Regions from separate parts of the Sus scrofa genome. Here region 2 is linked to region 1. A link is a contact called in public HiChIP or PLAC-seq data. All regions are on one chromosome and are shown on one strand. Each heading gives the region's core, a stretch centred on a gene start, on an enhancer-like site or on the middle of the called end of the contact. The rest is flanking DNA. Distances are from core to core; before and after follow the strand shown. Region 1 overlaps TSG101 (tumor susceptibility gene 101 protein). Region 2 has its middle 31 kb from the start of LDHA.

Region 1 (2,789 bases), core at 143-2,642:
TAATTGTCCATTTTATTGTCAGAGTTATTGAGTATACAGCTTAGGATTTTTTTTATTTGGAATTTTAATCAAATACTTGTTAACTTATTATGGTAAATGGATTAGTTATACTGATGTTAATTTAAAATCCTGTTTTAAAATATTTAAATTGGAAATTTACATTTGTTTCTTTATAAAATAATTAAGGAATTTAATGCTATTATACAGAAATTAAGTCTTCCAAAAGATCGGCTAAACTATTAACGTTCAATGGGGAACAAGCTGAGGCAGAGTACTTGGCTTTCTATAAAGGTCATAGTTCACCTGAGGAGGCTAGTAATGCCAAGATTAGGCCAGTTCTCTCCTCTACCAGACACAGACCTTATTATACAGTATATCTGAACATTTTAAATCTACTTTCTAAAATAAAGAAATGAATTATAATTAAGATTTGAAAATATGAACACCAGAGAAAAACCCAGGTTAAAGTTCAAAATTGAATGAAATACACTTAAGAGATGTTTATATAAATAAAAAGAAAAAGATTTTGTAGAAGACTTCTTCTTGACACTTTCAAAGAAAAATTTTTTGTCTAGAGAATATGATATTCTTTTTTCCTTCCTTATTAGGGTGCCTGCAGTGAATTCAGAGAGGGGTCCCTGTAGCTGAGCTACATCAAAGCCAGCAATGCCAGATCCAGCCATCTAGACCTATACGTACAATCTTACATGGTGAGGCAGGGATGAACCCATATCCTCAAGGATCCGTTGGGTTTGTTTCCACTGAGCCACACAGGAACTCTGAGAGAAATGTTAACATTCTTTATACCTGCTATCATGAGCCTGGATTAATAAGAGTCTGTAGCAAACAGCCATATAGCAAGTCCTCACACACTGACCTTTACTCATATAGAGTCAGGTTTCAGAAGTGCTCTTCTGCAACTCCAGATTAGCACCAACTGAAATGGTAACCCAGATTTTGAGAAACATCCTAAGCAAAACTTCATTTAAATGTCAGATAGGATCCAATCAGTAAACTTAATCCTTAGGAAATAAGACAACTTTTCTACTAGTAGGAACACACTACCCAATGGATCTGATAATTCAATGAATAGGCCAGTATCTTCAAGCGCACTAGTACACACTACCTAATTTAAAACCATCTTTAAACACTTAAAGATAATCAGTTTCTTTTTATCTCCTAACAGTACTTACTAATGATCACTACTCCCTATGACTCAAAAAGGAGCTCATTTATATTAAAGAAAGAATCCATGGTAACCTCAAAGAAAAATTCAAAATAACTAAATATTTTTTAGTTTTCTGACCTCACATCTAACCAGCAAAAGTGAATCACTTGCCCCAGCGTTTTTACTTCCTGATGTTACGTGCTCACCCACAAAGCAGTTATGGAGCCTAAGCAATCTGAAACAGAAGCTTACTGGCCATCTACTCAGAAACTGGGTCAAGCCATGTGGATCACCAGATTATGCCTATATTATTTCCTTTTATAATAAAAACAAAAACCAGGTCAATCTCTGAAGCAGAAGAAACATTTCCAACAACTATATGGGCAACTACAAATCATCCTGATTTACGCTATTAAGCACAAACCATGCAAATTCATTAACCTGCTTACGAAAGGCTTTTGGTTATAGTCTGTGAATAGGTAAGCTTCTAATATTACTAGCCAGGCTCTGTGCAGGCTACTAACTTTCTTCCAAAGAATCAGAGGTTCTCAATTTATCTTTTAAACACTATTAGAGCAGTACTCTTAAGCTCTAGTAAATTCCTATAACCATTGCTAATGAGAAAAAGAAACCAATAGCAGGTTTATACTTTTTGAAAATAAACATATGACACAAAGATGTAATTTACATAAAATTCAGGTTTTCAAAAGTGGAGGTTAAGTACAAACCTTATTAAATAGAATTACCAAAGCAGTACCTACTTCAAAAAAGAAATGGGGCTACAAAATATTCAACTATCATAATCATGAAAGGTGAAAGTTGCCACTGGCAAGGCGTAAGCACAAAGGTCAATTAATCTGAAGGACAGTAAAATCCCCATCCTTAAAAAAATGGATCAGAACCCACAAACCTATGGTCAATTAATTAATCAAAGCCAAAAGAGGCAAGAATACACAATGGAGAAAAGACAGCCTCTTCAATAAATGGTGTTGGGAAAAATTAAACAGCTGCATGTAAAAGAATAAATTAGGAGTTCCCGTCGTGGTGCAGTGGTTAACGAATCTGACTAGGAACCATGAGGTTGCGGGTTCGATCCCTGCCCTTGCTCAGTGGGTTAATGATCCGGCGTTGCCGTGAGCTGTGGTGTAGGTCACAGACGCAGCTCGATCCAGCGTTGCTGTGGCCCTGGTGTAGGCCAACGGCTTCAGCTCCGATGAGACCCCTAGTCTGGGAACCTCCATATGCCGCGGGAGCGGCCCAAGAAATGGCAAAAGACAAAACAACAACAACAACAAAAAAAAAAAAAAGAAAAGAAAAAAAAAAAGAAAATTAGAACACTCCCTAGCACTTTACACAAAAATAAACTCAAAATGGATTAGACTTAAACCTAAAACTGATACGATAAAGCTCTTTGAGAAAAACATAAGCAGAACACTCTTTGACATAAATCACAGCAAAATCTTTTTTGATCCCTCTCCTATAGTAATGAAAATAAAAACAAAAATACAAAAATGAATCTTAAAAGCTTTTGCACACCAAAAGAAACCATAAACAAAACAAAAAGAACCCACAGAATGGGAAAAAATACTTGCAAATGAAGCGACTGATGAAGGATTAATCT
Region 2 (2,789 bases), core at 163-2,662, 140 kb before region 1:
TGGTTAACGAATCCGACTAGGAACCATGAGGTGCGGGTTCGATCCCTGCCTTGCTCAGTGGGTTAACGATCCGGCGTTGTCCTGAGCTGTGGTGTAGGTTGCAGACACGGCTCGGATCCCGCGTTGCTGTGGCTCTGGCATAGGCCGGTGGCTACAGCTCCGATTCGACCCCTAGCCTGGGAACCTCCATATGCCAAGGGCACGGCCCAAGAAATAGCAAAAAAAATAGAAAATAAAAAATAAAGAGGTCTCAGCTAGCCGCAAATGTTGATAGGAAAGGGTATGAGGAGGATAAGAAGGCTCTGAAAGACCACAGTGTGTTGTGGGGGACAGTGTTTGTTGGATTGAAGGATTGGAAGTAACAAGAGGCTGAGAAAATAAATCCGTTTCAGTTCAGGTTGTGAATGGCTTTATTTTCCAAGGTAAGAAATTCAGACCTTATCCATGGAGGATCGTGTAGAAATTTTAATCAAATAAGTTGTTTCTGTGAGGTTGGTTGTTTGGTTTGGTTTGTTAGGTAAGAAGTCCAGTGGTTATGGCGTTCCCATTGTGGCTCAGCAGGTTACAAACCCATCTGGTGTCCATGAGGATGTGGGTTCAATCCCTGGCCTCGCTCAGTGGGTTAAGGATCCGGCATTGCCATAAGCTGGGGTGTAGATCACAGATGACACTCGGATCCTGAGTTGCTGTGGCTGTGGCGTACCCCTAGCAGGGGAAATTCCATAGGCCGCAGGTGTAGCCCTAAAGAAGCAAAAAATTTTTTAAAAGTCTAGTGGTTACAGATGCCAAAGCTAGAACGGAAACTAGGTCCAAATTAAAGTGGAAATTTGGTAAATAGAAAGGAGGGGACTGAATTTAAGACTTTTGTAAGGTATTTGAGTCTCATTGGGAATGAAGGACTTACGGGAGGTTTCACCAGAGATAGCTATCAATTTCAAGTCTAGCTTGCATTTGAAATATTTGATCCTTGGAGTCCTTTCAAAATGACCTTTGGCAGCTTATGGCCCCACCTTCCCATTGTGGAAAATGATAGCTGCTGGTGATTGAGAGCTGGGATAAACTAGCATGATGCCAAACACCTTTCAATATGTTTTTTTGTTGTTATGGGAAGGGAGTTTCTGGTCTTTTTTTTTTTTTTTTTTTTTTTTAAGTGCCATACCTGCAGCATGTGGAAGTACCCAGGCTAGGGGTTGAATCAGAGCTGTAGCTGCCAGCGTACACCACAGCCACACCAAATCCAAACCAAGTCTGCAAGCTCACATCAACACAGGATCTTTAATCCACTGAGCAAGGCCAGGGATCAAACCAGCGTCTTCATGGATACTAGTTGGATTCGTTACCACTGAGCTATAACGGGAATTCTCAAAATGGTTTTTGACATTAAGTAATTTACCCTAGTAAGTGATAGTTTACCCTCACCTGCTAAGCTTCTGCAGTCACTTAGATCAGATGCTTATGAAGTTGGAAGCTTTTATTCCCCAGCCCAGGCTGCTGTTGGCATTTTTCCTTTGACTGCCCTGTCAGTCATTCTTACCTTCTATTCTGTGCTGCTTTTATGTCAGATCACATTATGGCATTAATCTGCTTAATGGGTCCTCCTAGCCTAAAGGGCTACAAAATATAATAGTTTATTAAAAGCATGTCCTGCCTTAAGGAGAGTAAGATTCTCCTAGAAAAACAAAGTCCAGTACTCTGGACTTATACTGCAGAAGCAGGGGGATACCTTGTGATACCTGCTTTGCCTAAACATCTCTACTGAGAAAGGTAACATGCTTATGCAAGCTGAGGGTTTAAATCCAGAAAGTGATTTCTTATTGGTGCATATATCATCTGAAGCCATCAGTGGCCCTGAGATGGAAAGCTGCCTGTTTTAAACTTAGATTTGCTGTTTCCAGTGTCAGGACTTGCATGAGATTCCTCGTGCATTACCTTTGCCCTTTCCCAGTTTAGCTTCTTCAAGACTCAGCTGTTCTCCCAGTTCTTAAGGCCAGGGGAGTCTTAGTTATTTTCAGCTCTTAAATTGTCCAGAGCTCTGGAGCATTGCCTAGAACCTGATTAGGGAATGATCAACCTTAGTTTGTAATCTGTATCCTCGATTGGGTGTGTATTAATGTCACAGAAAATACTTTGGGATTCAAATTTTAGAAGCACAGAACCCTGTTTTCATAGTCTTTCAGAGAATCCCAAATATTTATGACGCAAGGAATTGTGCCTGTTGAGGTGGAGCCAGAGATCCAGTTCTTCCCACTTTCCCAAATAACACAGCATGAAAAACCAATATCCTCTTTGACCACCTGGCAACCTGCTGTGTTTGTTGGGATGGATGATAACAGAAGTAGGCTGAAGTTGAAGCATAAGATAAAACTCTGGTTTAAACTATAGACTACTCACCTGTAGTCTTAGAAATAAATAGCAAGATGGTAGTCTTAAACGCAATTTACTAGCAATTAAATATAAGATAATAGTACATGAAGACGTGATCCTGCTCAAATAAAGATCTGTCTGGAACTACTCTAAAAGATAAAGATTGTCAGGTCAGATTGAAAAATAAAACTTGGTGGAGTTCCTGTTGTGGTGCAGCAGAAACAAATCTGACTGGTATCCACGAGGATGCAGGTTTGATCCCTGGCCTCACTGAATGGGTCGGGGATCCAGCATTGCTGTGAGCTGTGGTACATATACGTCTCAAACATGGCTCAGATCTATTGCTGCTGTGGCTGTGACATAGTCCGACTCTTTAGTTCCAATTCGACCCCTAGCCTGGCAACTTCATGTGCCACGGGTATGGC

The links. HiChIP or PLAC-seq counts read pairs in DNA pulled down with a chosen protein or histone mark.
Region 2: a contact with region 1 is called in an H3K27ac HiChIP or PLAC-seq map of skeletal muscle. The contact joins two enhancer-like sites. A contact is called at or near these places in 1 of 47 Hi-C or Micro-C datasets (skeletal muscle) and 1 of 2 datasets of contacts at active chromatin or transcription factors (skeletal muscle).

The regions. Positions count from the first base shown.
Region 1 is chr2:40,710,779-40,713,567 of Sscrofa11.1, reverse strand. The region is part of intron 7 of TSG101 (tumor susceptibility gene 101 protein); the gene reads right to left. Among named protein-coding and RNA genes, the nearest start is that of TSG101, 39 kb to the right of the region's middle. Within about 2 kb of position 1,392, at least 2 of the 83 cell types and tissues checked have an H3K27ac peak or open chromatin away from gene starts, as enhancers often do. A contact at or near this core is called in skeletal muscle, where this site is marked.
Region 2 is chr2:40,854,449-40,857,237 of Sscrofa11.1, reverse strand. No RefSeq gene overlaps it. Among named protein-coding and RNA genes, the nearest start is that of LDHA, 31 kb to the right of the region's middle. Within about 2 kb of position 1,412, at least 2 of the 83 cell types and tissues checked have an H3K27ac peak or open chromatin away from gene starts, as enhancers often do. A contact at or near this core is called in skeletal muscle, where this site is marked.